2 separate regions of the Triticum aestivum genome follow, and region 1 is linked to region 2. The links are chromatin contacts, called in public HiCAR-type maps. All regions are on one chromosome and are shown on one strand. The core of a region is the stretch at or near the end of the contact, and the rest is flanking DNA. Distances in the headings are between cores, read along the strand shown.

Evidence for each region. HiCAR-type assays count read pairs that join an accessible place to other places.
Region 1: a contact with region 2 is called in a HiCAR-type map of leaf, with 5 times the contacts expected there. The contact joins two enhancer-like sites. A contact is called at or near these places in 1 of 5 Hi-C or Micro-C datasets (leaf) and 1 of 1 datasets of contacts at active chromatin or transcription factors (leaf).

The regions. Positions count from the first base shown.
Region 1 is chr2D:371,655,079-371,659,829 of IWGSC CS RefSeq v2.1, forward strand. No RefSeq gene overlaps it. Among protein-coding and RNA genes, the nearest start is that of LOC123053203, 140 kb to the right of the region's middle. Within about 2 kb of position 1,688, at least 7 of the 8 cell types and tissues checked have an H3K27ac peak or open chromatin away from gene starts, as enhancers often do. A contact at or near this core is called in leaf, where this site is marked.
Region 2 is chr2D:371,207,701-371,212,657 of IWGSC CS RefSeq v2.1, forward strand. No RefSeq gene overlaps it. Among protein-coding and RNA genes, the nearest start is that of LOC123053200, 140 kb to the right of the region's middle. Within about 2 kb of position 2,406, at least 6 of the 8 cell types and tissues checked have an H3K27ac peak or open chromatin away from gene starts, as enhancers often do. A contact at or near this core is called in leaf, where this site is marked.

The DNA.
Region 1 (4,751 bases), core at 438-2,937, 450 kb after region 2:
AAAACTTGTTGTAGTGGATAGTCGGGAAGTCGTTGTGCCAAGACGTCGTAGGACGAGTGCGCCAAAACAGCAACCGTCGCCGATGACAAGTAGTGTAGATCATTGTATTGTCATGATTGGAGATGAATAGATGGAAAGTTTTCTCGTAAAAAGAGGGTTTATTAGTCACATCTTATTTTGAATCAAAGTTTGATCACACATTGGACTAACAAAATGTTAATGCATGTAATAAAAAAATTATATTGTTGGATTCGTATTTGAATGTAGTCCAATGACATTATTTTTGTTACATATAATTTATATTTTATTAATTAAAATCATAGCCAAAATCTGACGTAAATTAGGATTGAGACTAGTAAACCCAGACAGAGGCAGTAATGACGATAACGAAAGCACTAGAAAGAAAAAATAGTTGTTCTAGCGGTAGCGACTGGCACTTGGCAGCGATGTGACGAGAGATTTCCCGGCGGGTACCAATCCATCTCTTTCTGCTGTCCACATTTGAGATTTCACACACGCGCGGCAACTACCAGCGACCTAAACCTCTAAACTAAACCAAACTTAACACATGGCTGCCTAATCGAACCTGGAAGGAAGGAACGTCAATCCATATAGCAGCAGTACGTAGCAACTAGCAAGTGGACAGGGAAATGGGGACGCGTCCAAATTACAGGTGGTCCATGTGCGTGTCCCGTCATTTTTTGTAGGCGAGTCCATTTAAGTTGCTCGCTGCAGCCAGGCGCAGTGCACGTCAAGCTATAATCGTGGCGGTGTCGTTTGATGCCAACCTGCCATGCTTTCCTGAATGCGATTAGTGCGTCCGTTCTTTTCAGCTGAATTTGTTGAAGTTGACGGGATGGAAACGTCTAGCTAGGAGATACTGTACTAGATAGATGCCCAGTATCCATCATACGGATGGACACTTTGTAGCGTCTTTGAGCTATTGGATTGGTGATATACGACTTGACCGTGCAATAGCTAGCTCATTAATGTGCTGGTTTATTTAAGTGGTTGGACAAATCGTTGGTCTGGTCCAACGAGTGGTGTGATGTGGCGATAAATCAACACAAAACGTGGCGTCCAAACAAATACTGTACTGTAGTATGGCCCATCTTGTGCGAGTGTGCGACAAAGACGCTGACGAGATAGACGTTGAAGCTTTAATTTTATGCTTTTCTTGTGGAGAGAGCCGCCCACATCACGCACGGTCGGTCCTGCGGTTAATCTTGTTCGAGCGAGGACGGTTGGACGGAAGTGAGAAAGCAACCCTATAACTCGAGCGACACGGCACTGGCAGTGGCAGCGGCAGCTGGAATCCATCCATTGTTTGTCAACAAAGTAGACGACGCTGATGGGATGAGCTTTCGAGACGTGACAAAGTATTCGGCACATAATTAGAGACGATAGCATTTGCTTTGTTTTCTTGGTGACATGGACGCCACACTAGCATAGCATCCCCCGGCCGGCTTATCTTGACCAGTAGAGGCAAAGGAAGTGGTGGTGGAAGTGGAACAGCTAAATGGCATGCCAACCGAGAGCGAGAGAAGAGAAGGCCGCCGCGCGGCGTGCATGTGGCCATGCCGCGTCTCGAAAGCCCCACCGCGCACGGCACGGCACGGCGTATTCGCCGTTGGCTTTTCCTGGCGTCCCGGTCATTATGGCGTGGCCGTGGTGGTGGTGCGGCTCCCACCCACTGTATACGTGCCGCTGCTGTCGCATGCATGCATGTGTGGTCACACGCTTGCCCACCCCACAGGTACACAACAAACAAGCCGTGACAGCGGCACGGAGATATGTTTTGAGTGCTCCTACTCCAAGTTTTGGTTCCAGCCTAGTTTGTCATGGAGGAGCAATTTCTTTTGAAGACCGTCCGAAGAGAATCCCGCAGCTACCGCCGTCCCTGTTACCTCCAATTTATTACTGCTCCTTTCATCAAACTGAGCGGAGCAGAGCAGAGCAGTGCGGCAGCAGCGATATGATATGATCTGATCTGGCCACCTGCACGTCCAACTGTACCCTGCCTGCCATGCTGCACCCAACAGAAAGGTGAAAGAAGTCGAGTACAGTACTACCTCCATCTTCACTGCTTCCACCAAACGACAGGCGAGGCAGGCGCAGGACTACGTGCTGCGCTGCCATGCATGGATCTGCCAGTGCACCCCGGGCTGGTTGCAGCACGGAAGAAAGCAAACAAAACAGGACATGGGCTGACGGATCTTCACTGCTGGCTGGGCATCCACTGCTAATGCTAATAATAAATAACAGTACAATTCATTGGCACGGTGCAGTATTGCTGAGGCAAGGATTTGAAGCTGCTAGCACCATGGCCTCTCTGGACGGCATTCCCTAAACGGCGCCCGTTGCGCCCGTTACATGCATGGGCGCAAACGGGCGCACATCCCCGCGGCGCAGTGGGCCGGCCTATTTACATGTTTTTATTTTGAATTTTAATGAATTTTTTAAAATTGATGAACCTTTTTTGAATTTTGACGAACTTTTTTTTAAAATTGATGAACCTTTTTTGAATTTTCATTAAAAAATTCAAAACCGGTGAACTTTTTTCAAAATCCATGAACCTTTTTTTGAATTTTGATGAACTTTTTTCAAATATGTGAACTTTTTTCTCAAGATTTGAGAACTATTTTTCAAAATCGATAGACATTTATCTCAAAATCATGAACTTTTTTTCAAAATCGATTATTTTTGTTCAAAACAAATGAACTTTTCTGTAATTCATGGACTTTTTTCAAAATGTTTTCAAAAAGTAAAGAAAAATCAAAGTGCTACAGTAAACATTTACGTGTGCAATAAATTACGCGACTGCAAATGTACTTATAAATTTCGCCCTGGATTTGGTCAGTAGTGCATAGTAGGTCACGTGGTTAGCCAGACTCGTTCGCTGCTCTCATGGCGCGGGTTGGATCCTCGCTGAGAACCATTTGGGGTTGTTTTTTTTCCGCTTTTTTCGCGCTACCCCTGTAACGATTGTATTTCGCTGGGCCAGCCCACTCGCAACTCCTTTGGGCGCCAGTACGAGAAACCGGCGCTGAAAGCGCCGGTTAGGAGCTCCCTCTCTGGACTCGCTGCGTTTGTCCGGATAATCCTACCAGATGGGCTATGGATGCCCTACCAGATGGGCTGCAGGGTTGTCGCTGTAGCTGCCATATATGTGGGAGCTCCTACTCGGCGCTTCAGGTGCAAACGCTGGTGGGCAGGCCCATGTAGATTTCGCATTTTATTTCTCCATGGTTCACTCGATTGCATTTGAAAATAAAATGACAACAATCGCAAAAAAAAATCATGAATTCAAAAATATTCATGGATTTTGAAAAAAAGGTTCATGAATTTGGGAAAAAGTTCATCGATTTTGAAAAAACTTTCATCGATTTTGCAAAAAGTTCATTGATTTTGAAAAAAGTTCATCAAAATTGAAAAGTTTCATGGATTTTCGAAAAATGCCCACAAATTTGAAAAAACTTCATCAATTTGAGAAAAAGTTCATCGACTTTGAAAAAAGTTCATCAAATTGAATTAAAAATCATAAATTTTGAGAAACTGTTAATTGATTTGAAGAAAAATTCACGAACCTGGTGAAAAAACAACAAACTAGGAAGAAGAAAAAAGAAAAAGGAAAAAACAGAAAACATAAAACGAAAAAGGAAAAAAGGAAAAAGGAAAGAGAAAAGATGGAAGAAGAGGTTAGATATCAGATCGGGCAAGGGGGTGTGGTGGTTACTGCTACGTACCACGATAATAGAGGTCGCTCGTTCGATTCACAGCGGGCGCGCACTTTTTGTGTTTCAAACAAACAGTAAAAGGGGAGATGGGCATGTCCAGAACGGAGGTGATGTGTGCGCCCGTTTGCAAAGTGTATACTAACGGGGGCATGTCCAGAGCAGAGGTGATGTGTGCGCATGTTTGCAAAGTGTATACTAACGGGCGCCTGAAGCGCCAAATAGGAAATGCCTAACTATGCTCCTATGAGACAGAAGGAGACAACGCACGTGAGTCCCCTAAAGCGGTGGCCTAGGGTTTGATAGTCCTTCGGTGAGCTCCCATAACCCTACCAATGGGTCTGGAATCAAACCCATGCCCCATCGGGTAACCCGACCAAATCAGGCACCCGTCGTTTTTGACATTTCTTTTCCATTTTTATATTTACACGCTCAATCGATGTCTTCGCTCGAGGCATTGTCTGTCATGCCTCTTCTAATGCATTAGTGCTTTCATGGGCTGCTAAGCGCATTAAAAACCAAACTCCCAATGCATAGTTGCTTAGCTTTTATAGCTAGGTTTTCCTCATTTAATTGTTTAACAACTAAACTACTTTTTGGATTGGTTTGTAGTCATTTTGCATAGGGTCACATGTTTAGTATCGTTTCTTCTTAAGATCATCATAATGCTTTCTCTCCTCTTTAATTGCTTTGCCATATCACCTTTTTGCTTAAGTGGCATCCTTAGCATATGTACAACATGAAGAACCTGAAAGGGCCTCAACCTCATTGGTACAGTGAGGTGCTATACAAACAGTTTTTAACCCCTTTCCCCGACGGCGTTTCGAACCGTCACCAAATGAGTGACTGCGATAGGGGGGTCCTTCCCACATGACCTAGAAACCGTCAGGGATATGCCCTCCTGACACATACGCTCGGCAAAATGAGGTCGTGTGCGACCGGCGAGCGATCAAATACGGTTATACATACAGTTGTGCTAAAAAAATACAATTATACAGGCCAAATCGTTTCCGGTCG
Region 2 (4,957 bases), core at 1,156-3,655:
GTCGTTGGGGTGATAGGAGCGGCGCCCGGATGAATAAATCTGCCTCAGCTTCACTCCCACACCGGCGGTGTCCTTCATGGCGGCGTCTCGGAGTTGATGGCATCGTGTGTTTGCCGATCCTTCAGATCGACTATGTTAGGGTTCATGGATGGTGTCGGCGAGGCGGCGGCGGCGACTCCATCAGGTGTGTCTCTCCTTCTGCTCTGTCCCCGTTGATGTGGCGTTGTCTCCGACGTCATGGTGGAGCAGGGAGGTTTTATCGTCCAGGAGTACGCGCAGACGGTTGTCTGCGCAAGTGACAGCTGGAAGATGGTGCATCCCGTGCTGGGTTTGTGGTTGTTGGCTGACAGTTCTGGTTTCCTCCTTCGACGTCGTTGTCGTGCAGGGGTATCAGATCTAGAGTTCGATGGCGTGTCCGGGGACATGTTGCCCCGGTCTGATTCTTTCAACGGCAATGGTTTTGCTTCTGGCAAACTACTTTCGAGGTCCGTAAAGCTGCAGATCAGCGATGGAGTCGCGTCGAGCTCGGGTGAAGAGGTGATCTGTTTTCCTTCCCTTTGGTGGCCGCTTCGGTGGTGTCGAAGGAGAGGAACATGCGCTGGTATTTTGCATAGGATTATCCTATCTTTCCAGTCTTGTAATGTTGGTGCTTACGTACCTTGTAACCGGATCTTTATTTTATAAATGAGACACGTATTACCATGCAAAAAAAAGTTAAATGAATATTTCATCCGGGAATTCTAAATTTTCACAAAAAAAGGAGAATCCTACGAAATTATCTTGGAATTCCTCAAGTTAAATAAGGCCTCCAGGCAGGGGTGCCATATTTTTCATTTTATTTTGAGATAGCAACCCGTGGCATTTCCTCTTTCTTACTTATTTAAGTTGAGCCGTGTCCTATGTGCACCCAACCATCATCCCATCTATATCTATACCAATATAAAAAGACTCAAACGGGTAGATTCAAACCATTTTGACCGGCAAACCATGTTATCTAATGGTTCAAATCGCTTCAATGTTGAACACCAAACATGTTTAACGCTCTAATTACCCACCACTGCCATTGGTTATAAACATATTTTGACTCAACGCTATCCTTTGAAATCTGTCATGTAATTAATATCCTACCATTCCTGAGAAAAAGTAATTGTTATCTTACCAAATACCAACGTGCAACAGATATATCTTACTACTTAATATAACGTGCAACTAATATCCTACCAAAGAGCATGGTTAATAGAAGAGCCGGTTGCTGGCTCTATACTCATGCCATGTTATATATAGCCTTTGTAAAAAAGTTTCTCATATAATAAGCCTGGCTGTAAGTTGGCTGTAGCAATTAATGTTTGCATGCATGGGTAAGAAGGCAGATGCATTTGATTGGAAGTGAGAAAGCAGCGCCCAGCTTTGAGTGCTTTACATGGGCTGCATGCATCCTTTTCCCTCGTGTATAGTGCTAGAGCCCGGCGCTTGCTGCCTTTCTTCTCTCTCCTTTGACTAGTATTTTTGCTGACCTGGACATCTTATAGCCTGCTGACTCAACCTATTATATTTGATAAACGTGCATTGCACGTACATTATTACTCCCTCCGTTTTCTTTTAGTCTGCGTCTAAGTTTTTCTCATTTTTCTCCTTTTAGTCTGCGCGCTAGCTTTTTACCCCTCGTTCTTCCAAAACTGCCCTTCATTTTTAGCTGTGCAATTCGTATGCATTAATTACTTGGAAGAAAGAGGGCATGCATGCAGTGGTCGAGCACCCTTGGCAGCATGCATGCGGGGCGTGGGGAACGAGGAGTGAGGAAGGCAGCCAATCAACGGAAATGCAGTTACAGCTGCGCAACAAAATCGGTCATGGAGATCAAGGCAGATCACACGCCAGCTCATGGGTAAAACAGTCCAGATTTTTGCTTCCTCAGCTCTCCTTGGTATCCGTGATTGCTCTTAGGCGCAAACTAAATAAAAATGGAGGGAGTACTAGTATAGTACTACGTAATAACTTAACAGAAAAAGGCAGGCGGTGGTGGTCCCACCTGGCACTGATTACCGAGAAGCGCCACACACGCGCACCTGCACACGCATCCGCCACTCGATAGGAGAGAAGAATGATCAGAGACGGTGGATCCCACGCACATACTACAATATCGAAAACGAATAGAGTCACATGATATTGTCGAGTGAGCAGCACCTCCTCCTCCTCGCTTGGCTACACCGTCGTGGTCGCAAGTTGCACGCCTGCCTGGTGCATATCCTACTGGAAATGGAACAGCCAAACCAAAGATGTGACGGGAGGGGAAGGAATACGTGTACTTTGTTGTCGTTTCGCGTCGAGGACAAGGAGCGAGCGCGGTGCCGTGCATGTATCGCACTGCGCCTGCTGTAGTTTTCGCGGCGAGTGAGGCGAGCGCAACACCTACTAGTGAATGAACGAATGAAGGCGTACAGATCCTGTCGACAAGCGACGGTCACATGCCTCGACCACATGCTTTGTGCGGTGCATGCATAATTGTGCAAGTAGGAGCGTCCGTGACGCCACGATCCATCTATATCTATACGGACGGAATAATGGCTGGACTGGACACGCTGGTCCACGGCGCTCATCACCTCGTGCCATCCATTGCCCTTTTCTAGAGCTTGCCGAACAAGATGGCCTGGCCTGATAGGTCTTGGATCATGTGATCATCTCCCTGCGGATCGATGTGTGCACATGTCGTCCCAGAGATAGAGATTTTTTTTTTCGAAGATCCCAGAGATAGAGATGGTAGTATACTAGTCACTGTAGGAAGATTAGCATGCGAGAAGATTTTGTATCATCGAGTCAAAGCACCACTAGACGACAGAGTAAATTGCAGAAAACCACCGCTTCAAAAGCTAGGTTAGCAGAAAACATTGCGCTGCATTTCTTTGTAGAAAACACAAGTCTTGTGTAATTGTTTTGCAAATATCACTCATCAGAGAATTTGGCTCTATTGATCGCGTTTGTGACAGATGGGGCCTGCTAGTCAAGCTGACATGGCACCAATTTCTCACACCATTACGTTGACTTGTTTTGCTGGATGTGGAGCATGCTTGTTAGTGTAATACTACCTTTCTTTTCTCTCGTTCTCCTCTCCTCCCTAATTTCTTTCTCTCTCTCTCTCACTCTCTCTCTCTCGTCGCACCCGCGCCATGGAGCTCCATGGAGGAGCGGCGCTGCCGGCCAACGCCATAGCACCGGAACTCCGCGATCATCGCCGCCATTAGCCCGCGCTCGCCTAGATCCGGCAAGAACCGAGCCGCTGCAACCTTCCGCTTCCGGTTCCGCCCTTCCGGTCCGCGCGGTAACGGCGACGACGACCTCTGCCTCGGCCAGGGGCAGGACGGGCTCCGTGTGGAAACGGCGGCCTCTACCACGGCCGGAGGCGGGACGGGAGGCGGGCCTCGCGCGGGACGCGCTGTGGGCATGCCCGGCGTCCACTGCTGCCCTCATGGTCTCGTCCGATCAATTGACCTCAGCAACACGAGGATGGCGATGGCCGCGTGGGAGTCATCCTCAGCAAGGCCTTGCCCGAGGCCGCTGCCCGGGTCCTCAACGCGACAATGATGGCGGAGGCCTCTACCTCAGCTGGGGGCGGGACGGGCGTGTGCGTTCGCGCCCTCACCTGTGCGTCGACCTGGGTGGTGAAGATAAGACGACCAGATTTGTTTACTTTTTTCTTCTAATGACAGGTGGACCTCACAGGACCACACATGACGATAACATTACGAAACGTCGCCGTTAGAATATGAGGCGTTAAGCGGTGCCATGTTAGCCTAACAGCAGGCCCCATCATTCATAAACGCGATTGTTACATTGGATAGAGGCGGATTTGATGGAATCGATGTTTATTGCTTGAACCTATATATATACATCCGGTCTATTCTGCTAATATTAGCAGAATAGTCATTCTGCTAACACTTCCGCACTGCACGCTCAACACAAGTGTGCGTCATTGTTTGAAGCAAGAGCACTGCACTATTGTGGCGAGTGAACTTCCCGTCGCAAAAAACTGCACGCAGTTTTTTCGGTACTATTTTCGCTCCAGTTTATAAATCGTTCGTCGGAACGAGGCGTGTAATATACCGTTGCAAAGCTATGGATTAGGCGCAACTCCGTCATGTAGAAATTTTTTCGAGATTCCTCACGGTTTAAGAGCAGTTTTAAAAACGGTGCAGCAAACGACGAGTGGCAGCGAGCGTATTTTTGCGGTTTTTTCTAAACCGCTCGTTCGAAACGAAGCAAATGATACGCCGTTCAAAAGATATCATCGAGGCGCAACTTTTTCATATGTATTTCTTTCTCTAATTTGTTATTGTTTAAGAGCAGATTCAAATTTACTAAATCGTGGAATTCTGTTTTTTAATTATTATTTTTTTTGCAATTTGTTGGTACTATTTTTGCTTCAATTTGTTAACCGTTTGTCGAAACGAGGCGTGTGATACGCCATCAGAAAACTACGGACGAGGCACAACTGTCATATGCAGAAATAATTTTGAGACTCCTTATGGTTTTAAGTTAATTTTGAAAATGATGCGGCGGACAACGAGTGACAGCGGCCTTTTTTCGCGAAATTTTTACAAATCGCTGATCCAAATGATTCAAATGACATGCCATTGGAAAGATTTTGACGAGACACAACTTTTTCATGTAGAACACTCTCTCTAATTCCTTACGGCTTAAGAGCAGTTTTGAATTTACTGAAACGCGGACACTCTGTTTTTCTTGATACCAAAATCGACGTGTGTACTGCATCAGACAGAAGAATGCACTGCTCCAAACTGAAAACCACACTGCATCAGACGGTCAAGTAAACTTCATGGTTTCTTTTGCCATTTTTCTAATAAAATTATGAACGAGAGTGGACCGCAGAGACGATGGAAGTGAACCACATCAATTTGTGTCAAATTGTCCTTACTCAAACTTCTTCAACGAACAAGAAAGT